Regions from separate parts of the Sus scrofa genome. Here region 1 is linked to region 2. The links are chromatin contacts, called in public targeted proximity ligation maps. All regions are on one chromosome and are shown on one strand. The core of a region is the stretch at or near the end of the contact, and the rest is flanking DNA. Distances in the headings are between cores, read along the strand shown. Region 1 overlaps BORCS5 (a long non-coding RNA gene). Region 2 overlaps GPR19 (probable G-protein coupled receptor 19).

Region 1 (4,235 bases), core at 1,569-4,068, 260 kb before region 2:
TATAGCAGCTCTAGATTCAGAGCTCCTCAAGATTTTAATTTTTTAAATTGGGGAATCTTTAACCATTAAATGTTGCATATATTTGGAGTATACAGTTTGATGATTCAATATACATGTTCTTTATGGAATAATTAGTACAGTCAAGCTAATTAACATATCCTCCTGTTACTTTTTTGTTTCTTTGTTTAGTAACATGCTTGCTGAACCTGTAAAATCTCTTCTCCCTGTGATTTGTGGCTATTGATGTTTCTGCTCCTTTTTAAAACTTGTTTTTATTTTTAAGTCAGCTTTCCTAGGGGTTGTCCTTATGTCTCTATGGCTTGCTAGTCAGCCAGTAATTGTATTCAACCACCTTGATCCAGTAAAGTGTCTGTCATGTGTCAATGGATCTGTGTCTGGGAAAGCACATTCAAAGTTCAACCATTTTCAAGTTTCTCATCTTCTACATCCTGCTTGTCCTTTCCCCATTTCTCTCGACATGTGCACAGCCTCATGGTCAGCTGGGAGTGTGTGACTGGTTGGGACCTCTCGGGTCTTTGCTGTAAATGCATGCAGCTCAGCAGGAATAAACTTGCCCTAACCATGACCACAACCTTGTGAGAGTAGAACTTTTAGCCTTTCCCACTTTCCCATCTCTGAGATAGTCAATTCCCACACTATGATTGCGCCTGAGTGTTATCCACTGCTTCAAATCAAGTGAGCCTCTTCCTAGGGCAGCAGAAAAGTTGCTTATTTTCATAGCCTGCTCCATTCTGGCACAACATGTACTTCAGCTGAGGCAGGAGGGATGGGAGAAGCCCCAGGTTAGAATGCCACAGTTCCCCACTGTTTTTGTTCAAGTTCATCTGTTTTTTTAGACATAAATGCTTCTCAGGTTATTATATGCCTTTGGCCGATTTCTCACGCTTCAGAATTTTTTTATAGAGATGTTTTGTTGATCACCTTACTTAGCTATAGTAAGAGGTCATATCTGGCCCGTTCTTTTAATCTGTGTTTATATTTAAAGTGTGTTTCTTGTAACCAGAATATAGCTGAGTCTTGCTTTTTCATTCATGTTGAAAAATCTCTTGTCTTTTATACAGTATCTTCGACCTTCTTACATTCGATGTAATTTCAGCATGGTTGGATTGAACTTTTACACCTTGCTGTTTTCTGTTTATGCCAGCTGTTCTTTAATTCTTTTTCCTTCTTTTTGTGTTTACTTTAGCATTAATCAAATCTTGTTATGATCCGATTTTATCTCCACTATTGGCATATCATTTCAATCTTCAAAACTCTTTGTGTGGTTGCCTTAGGGTTTACAATGCATGTCTTTCATTAATCACCACTTCATGTAGTGTAAAAGTTTTTATCTCAGGAAGGTATTTATATTCCAATTTCCTCTTCATATTTTGTGCTATTGTTGTTATACATTTTTCTTTTACATAAGCTATAAACCCACAATACATTGCTATTTTTGTTTTAGACCAGGGGGCGGTAAATTTTTTCTGTAAAGGGCCTGATAGTAAGTATTTTAGGCCATCTGGTCTTTGTCTCAACTACTCAACTCTGTCATAAGCAGCCATAGACAATACATAAAAGAATGGGTGTTACTGTGTTCCAATATAACTTTACTTACAAAAACAGGAAGTGGGTGCGATTTGGCCCTTGTGCCATACTTTATTGACCCCCTGCTTTAGACAATCATTATTTAGAGCTATTAAAAATATGAAAAAAGGTATTTCATAGTTGCCTTCATTTCAACCATTTCTGGAGATCTTCATTTCTTTATATTGATCCAGGATTCTGTTTGATATCATGTTCCTTTTGCCTGAAGAACTTCCTTTTGCATTTCTTGTGGTATGGATCTTTCGGAAATGAATTCTTTGTTTTTGTTGATCAGAAAAAGTCTTCATTGTTAACTTTATTTCTTTGTTCCTCTGTGTGTAATGTATTTCTTTTTTTCTGGCTGCCTTCAAGATTTTCTCTTTTTTCCCCTTATTAAAAAAAAATAATTTAAATTCAGTAAGATATACCCATTTTAAAGTATAGTTCTCTGAGTGTCGATGTATCTGTACAGTTGTGAAACCAGTCTAACATCATGAAATAAAATAGTTTTGTCATTTCCCCCAGCTCCTCCTATGTCACTCTGTAGTCAGTTTCACCCTTCACCTCAGCTTCTGACTATTGTGATCCATCCCTGAAGTTTTGCCTTTTCCAGAATGTTGTTTAAATGGAATCATTTAAGTTATAGCCTTTTGCGTCTGGCTTCTTTCACTTAGCGTAATGCGTTTGAGATTCATCCCTATGGTTATATCAGTATATGGTTCCTTTTTGTTGCTGATCACTATTCCATCTTACAAATCTACCATAGTTTGACTATAAAGCCACTGTAACAACAGTTTAACAGCTGTCACAGCACATGGCAGGATTGTTTTCCGAAAGATTTAATAAACCAGTTCATAGTAAAACTAGCAGTGTCTGAATGTGTTAGTTTCGTAATATCCTCTTTAACACTGGGCCTTATTTACGTATTTTTTAATCCAAAATGGAAATGTCTTTTAATCTGATCGTAAAAGTCATATCCGCACCTTTAAAAATTGTGGAACAGACTCTTCTTTAGACAGTTTCAGTTCCCGTATAACATGATTTTGTCTCACCCAGCCCTCTGACCTGAAACCTAAACATACTCTGTTTTGACCCTTTTTAGAGCATGACCCCTAGTACTGAAGAGTATTCCAGGTGTGGACTGGATCTTCTGTCTTGCTCTGCATGCTGTATTTCTTTTAAGACAGCCCAAGTTTGAGGTAGCTGTCTGGGCAGCCACATGCAGTTGAGTCATATTGCATCATCAAAAATCCTAAAGTCCTCTTTACTTACGCTGATGTTAAGCCACACCTCCCTTATTTTGTATTTCTGCAGATAGCTTTTTGGACCTTCATTGCACATCTTTAGAGTTCATGTCAGCTGTAGCCAGTGTTTCTAACTTCTTCAGGCTATTTTTGGACCCCCATGATTAACATACTTTGAGTGACCTCATTCACGTCACTGAAAAACGCTTAACAGGACAGGACTGAGATCAGAGAGCGAGAGAAGAGCTCAGGCCCTATTAGAGTCAGCAGACACAGAACTCTTGCCATCTGTTAAGAATATTTTTTACTTTCTAATTTCTGTTTTGTGTTTTGGGGGGTAAGGAGATTGCCACCTTATATATAATTAGCAAAAGGTGAAGTTCAGTACTATAATAGGTATTAAGACTTATTTTGGTATCTTTTTATTAGTATCATGTTTTATCAGATGTCATGGATGCAATATTTATTATGGTATCCTATGTATAACTCTGTGTACGTGTTTTTATTGCTACAGTACTTATATAAAATGTCGAGTTGGTTTTTTCCTAAGGCTTTAGATGACATTGTGGACCACACTTCCAAACAGAGTGGCAGTCATCAGAGAGAAAATTGCAACATTGAGGGGAGAGGAAAAACTTTTTTTAAAACCTGCCCTAGAGAGTTCCATCGTGGCTTAGCGGTAGCAAACCCGACAAGTATTCATGAGGATGCGGGTTCGATCCCTGGCCTCCCTCAGTGGATTAAGAATCCGTGCTGCCGTGAGCTGAGTTGTAGGTTGCAGACGCAGCTCGGGGATCTAGCGTTGCTGTGGCTATGGTGTAGGCCATCAGCTACAGCTCCGATTTGACCCCTAGCCTAGGAACTTCCATATGCCGTGGATTTGGCCCTAAAAAAAAGCAAACCAAAAACGAAAATCAAAAAACCTGCCCTAAACCTAAATAAACTAGTAGTGTCCTGGATACTGCTAATTTAGAGTGCAAGAAATGAGCAAAGAGGAACTGCTAGCCAGGGATAGTTAATATTCAAAAGCAAAATAAATATATCTGTAACTAAAGATAAAATAAATGTCATCATGACATCCACTGTTTTCTTTGGATGTGGTTACTGAGCAGTAGTAGATAAGCATATTAGTAAAACCACTGTAACAGGCAATGTTCCATAGTAATGCAATAAGGAAAAGTAGGACAAGGCATGAGTAATTATGGGAAGGAAACCAGACTCATAAGGGGCACATATAAGAAAAGGTAAGAGTCATTTGGAAGTCTGGTCAGGGGACCAGAGGAAAGCTAACATTAACATTATGGCCAGATGGGCTTTATCTTTCTGCTGTTCTTTCCATTTCCTGCCAATATACTGGAAGAGATGGAAACACAATATCAAGGCAGCCCCACACATTAAAAGTGT
Region 2 (4,199 bases), core at 903-3,402:
AAATGACTAATTTGGAGTTCCGTCATGGCTCAGTGGTTAACCAACTCAACTAGTATCCATCAGGACATGGGTTTGATCCCTGGCCTTGCTCAGTGGGTTAAGTATCCGTCATTGTCGTGAGCTGTGGTGTAGGTCGCAGACAGGGCTTGGATCTGGCATTGCTGTGGCTGTGGTGTAGGCGGGCAGCTGTAGCTCCAATTTGACCCCTAGCCTGAGAATCTCCATATGCCATGGATGTGGCCCTAAAAAGACAAAAAAAAAAAAAAAAAAAAAGACTAATTTGTTATCATGTTATATGCAAAGTTATCCTTAATCACACATTTATCCAGTATTTTTTATCTAGTATGAGCCAGGATTGTGATAACTGCTAGAGATTCAGACAATAACTGGAGTTCTCTTATAGCACAGCAGGTTAAGGATATACCATTATCACTGCAGCAGCTCAAATCGCTGCTGTGCACAGATTTGATCCCTGGCCCAGGAACTTCCACATGCTGTGGGTGTGGCCAAAAAAAAAGTTAACTAGACAAAGTCTCTGCTTTTATGGAGCTTTCCTCTAGTGGGAGAAACAATATTACACAGCTAAACAAAAATTATTAGGAGCTCCCATTGTGGCTCAGTGGTAACGAACCTGAGTAGTATCCATGAGGACAAAGGTTTGATCCCTGGCCTTGCTCAGTGGGTTGGCGATCTGGTGTTGCTGGGAGCTGTGGTGTAGGTCGCAGACGCAGCTCAGATCCCAAGTTGCTATGGCTATGGTGTAGGCCAGAAGCTGCAGCTCCGATTTGATCCCTAGTCCGGCAAAAAAAAAAAAAAAAAAAAAAAAAAGGAAAAGAAAAGAAAAAAATTTTGGAGACAGAGCCAATAAGATTTGCTGAGGTGTGATGGGATTAAGGGATGGGGATGGCTCCTAGGTTTGAGGGTCTGAGATGCAGAAAGAAAAAGTTTGAGGAGCTAGAAATCAACAATTCTATTTTGGATGAGTTCAATTCCTATTAGATATCCAAGGAGAGCGACCCAGTTGGCAGTTGGATATATACATTTGGAGAAACATCCCTTCAGATTCTTTGATTCTTTGTCCATTTTCTTTTTTCTTTCTTTCTTTCTTTCTTTCTTTCTTTCTTTCTTTCTTTCTTTCTTTCTTTCTTTCTTTCTTTCTTCTTTCCTTCCTTTCTTTCTTTTCTTTCTTTTTCTTCCTTCCTTTCCTTTTCCTACTCCCTTTCTTCCTTCCTTTATCTTTTTAGGGCCACATATGGAAGTTCCCAAGCTAGGGGTCAAATTGGTGCTACGGCTGCTGGCCTATACCCCAGCCACAGCAACGCTAGATCTGAGCCAGGTCTATGACCTATACCGCAGCTCACAGCAACACCAGATCCTTAACCCACTGAGTGAGGCCAGGGATAGAACCCACGTCCTCAGGGATTCTAATTGTGTTCGTTACTGCTGAACCACAATGGGAACTCCCATCTTTGCCCATTTTCAATCATTCATTGTCCCATAAATATATTTTAAGATCATACTACGTGCCAAAACATTCTGTGCTAAAAACTGGATATACAATGGCAAACAAAACTGTGTCCCTACCTGCACAATGATGAGAGTCTAATTAGCTGTGGAGGAGTGGAGAGGAGAGTAAGAAGCAAGCATAAATAGACAGTAAGCTCTAATGAGTCCTACAAAAGAAAAGAGCAGGCTGTTATAAGAGAGCTTGGCAGGAGGCCCCTCTCTGGGGCTTGGGGGCTGGGGAAGCCATGGACGCAGCAGCAGCAGGGACAGAGAAGCATAGGGTCATCAATGATAGACTCATTGAGACTCCTGCTGCAGATAATGACAGGATAAGGAAATCTGGTCATCAAAGTGCCTGGATTCCCAAACTCCTTCCAGAGCCTGAACAATGTTGCAGGCTCCTTGAGGCCTGGCGTTAGGACTGCTCTTGTGATAGGTTATTGTCCTTAAGGTGACTTGGAATCCTTTATAGTCAAAAGAACCTATCCGTGGGGGCAGGGAAGAGACAAAAAGGAGTAGGTGGGGCCCAAAGGGACAAAGGTCCTCTGGGAACTTCCTTTCATTCTGGCACCCCAGGCTGGTTCCTCTTTTCTCCCTTCAGACTCCTCACCTTGTGCCCATTGGGTCATTTAAGCTGGGAGCAAAGAACGCTTTCTTTCTGCTTAGTGGAGAAAGAAAGGTCTGACTCACTCCCCTGCAGATCACTGCTCTGCTGCCATTGCAGCTGGAAGACTCCACAGCCTGGTACAATCAGGATACACGGCTGACATACTGATGTGCCTGCACTGTGCTCCCTGCTGGGATTTTTGCCCTATATCCTTCTGAGAATGAATCCAGACCCTCAGTGCTGCCTTGTCTTAGAGGATAGCTGCCTCACTGAGCCTGAGACAAACCTGTTGCCTTGGCTTTTGTTTCCTGGAAGCTGGGTTCTCTGAGGGGATTTCTGTAGAGAGGAGGAGGGAGAAACAAGGACCTCTGAACCAGGAATGCAGCTGTGCCCCCTGGAACCATGTAAAGGGTAGTACTGGATGAGCACAAGGGATCTTTGAAGGATGATGAAAATGTTCTGAAATTGATTATGTGATGGTTGTACAACTCTGTAAACGTACCAAATGTCACTGAGTAGTACCCTTAAAATGAGTCTGTTACAGTATGTAAATAAAGCACTTTAAAAAAAAAAAAAAAAAAAAAGGTAGTCCTGGGACCCTTGCCTAACTTCCTCACTGTGCTACAGGGAAGGGACAGGTGGTGATGGAGGCAGGCAGCTAGGGAGGTGGGTCCAAGGAATAGAGCTCCCCAGCTAGAAGAGAGGACAATGATGGGGGGGGGGAGCTTAAGCAACAGCTCCACCAGCCTTCAAGGACACACACGAGCTCAGACCATAACTACATCTCTGCTATAATCAGAGGGGATCCAAGTCTAGAGGGACCAGCCCATACACTTCACTGTGTGTTAAGAGCCCAAGGACCTAGGAAAAGGAAGAAGACAGTCCCAGAAATGTTTGTCACTGACATTTCCATTATCCTAGTACAACAGAGCCTTGCCACTATTTAAAAGAAACAGCGTGTGTAGAAGGCAGAACAACCCCCCAAAGTGTCCAATTCCTGTAACCTGGTAATATGTTGTGTTATATAGCCAAAGGGGACTCTGCAGATATAACTAAAGTTATAGAACTTAAAATGAAAAGATTATCCTGGATTATCCAGGTGGGCCCAAACTAATAAGCCCTTATAAAGACGGAACTTTCTTGGCTGATGGCAGAGAGATGTGACAGAAGAGAGAAAGAGAGATTCCAAGCATGAGAAGGAATCGGCAGGCTGTGGCTGGCTCAGATGTAGGGCTACAATGCAAGAACCAGGGAGAGGGCTCTGGAAGTTACAGATGGCCCCAAGCTGAGAGCCCTCAAGGAAACGTGATGTTGGGAGTTCCCATCGTGGCTCAGTGGTTAACGAATCTGACTAGGAACCATGAGGTGACGGGTTCGATCCCTGGCCTTGCTCAGTGGGTTAAGGATCCGGCGTTGCCCTGAGCTGTGGTGTAGGTTGCAGATGCGGCTCGGATCCTGCGTTGCTATGGCTCTGATTTAGGCCGGAAGCTACAGCTCCGATTCGACCCCTTGCCTGGGAATCTCCATATGCCACAGGAGCAGCCCTAGAAAAGGCAAAAAGACAAAAAAAAATAAATAAATAGAAAGCTCACTAGAAAAAAATGTTAAAAAAAAAAAAAAAAAAAAAAGGAAATGTGATGTTGGTCCTACTAGCACAAGGCACTGGATTCTGCCTACCACCGCAATGATCTTGGAAGGGAATCATCCCTGGAGCCTCTAAAAAGGAGCACAGTTGGCCAACACCTGGAATTCAGCCATGTGAGACTAAGCAGAGAAACTGGCCAGGCCCATCCAAACTTCTGACCTGCAGAACTGTGATGTCATAAACGCTGTTCTCTTAAGCCACTAAATTTGTGTTAATTTGTGACAGCAGCAATAGAGACTAATCAACATAGCATTTGTTACATAATGAATGGGAAAAATAAAACTCATACCAGCCACTCTATCACCTTCCACTACCCCACTGGCATCTAGAACATTAGCAAGCCACAGAAGCTTAAAAAACATAGTACTTTCTACTTTACCTTAAATGCTAGACTGGAGGCTGAGAACCCTTAGTTCTGATTAGAAGCACTGAACAGTAAAT

What was found.
Region 1: a targeted proximity ligation map of alveolar macrophages shows a contact between it and region 2. A contact is called at or near these places in 1 of 47 Hi-C or Micro-C datasets (embryonic fibroblasts) and 1 of 2 datasets of targeted methods (alveolar macrophages).

What each region holds. Positions count from the first base shown.
Region 1 is chr5:60,043,009-60,047,243 of Sscrofa11.1, reverse strand. The region is part of intron 2 of BORCS5 (a long non-coding RNA gene); the gene reads left to right. Among named protein-coding and RNA genes, the nearest start is that of BORCS5, 28 kb to the left of the region's middle.
Region 2 is chr5:59,777,669-59,781,867 of Sscrofa11.1, reverse strand. The region is part of intron 3 of GPR19 (probable G-protein coupled receptor 19); the gene reads right to left. Among named protein-coding and RNA genes, the nearest start is that of GPR19, 30 kb to the right of the region's middle.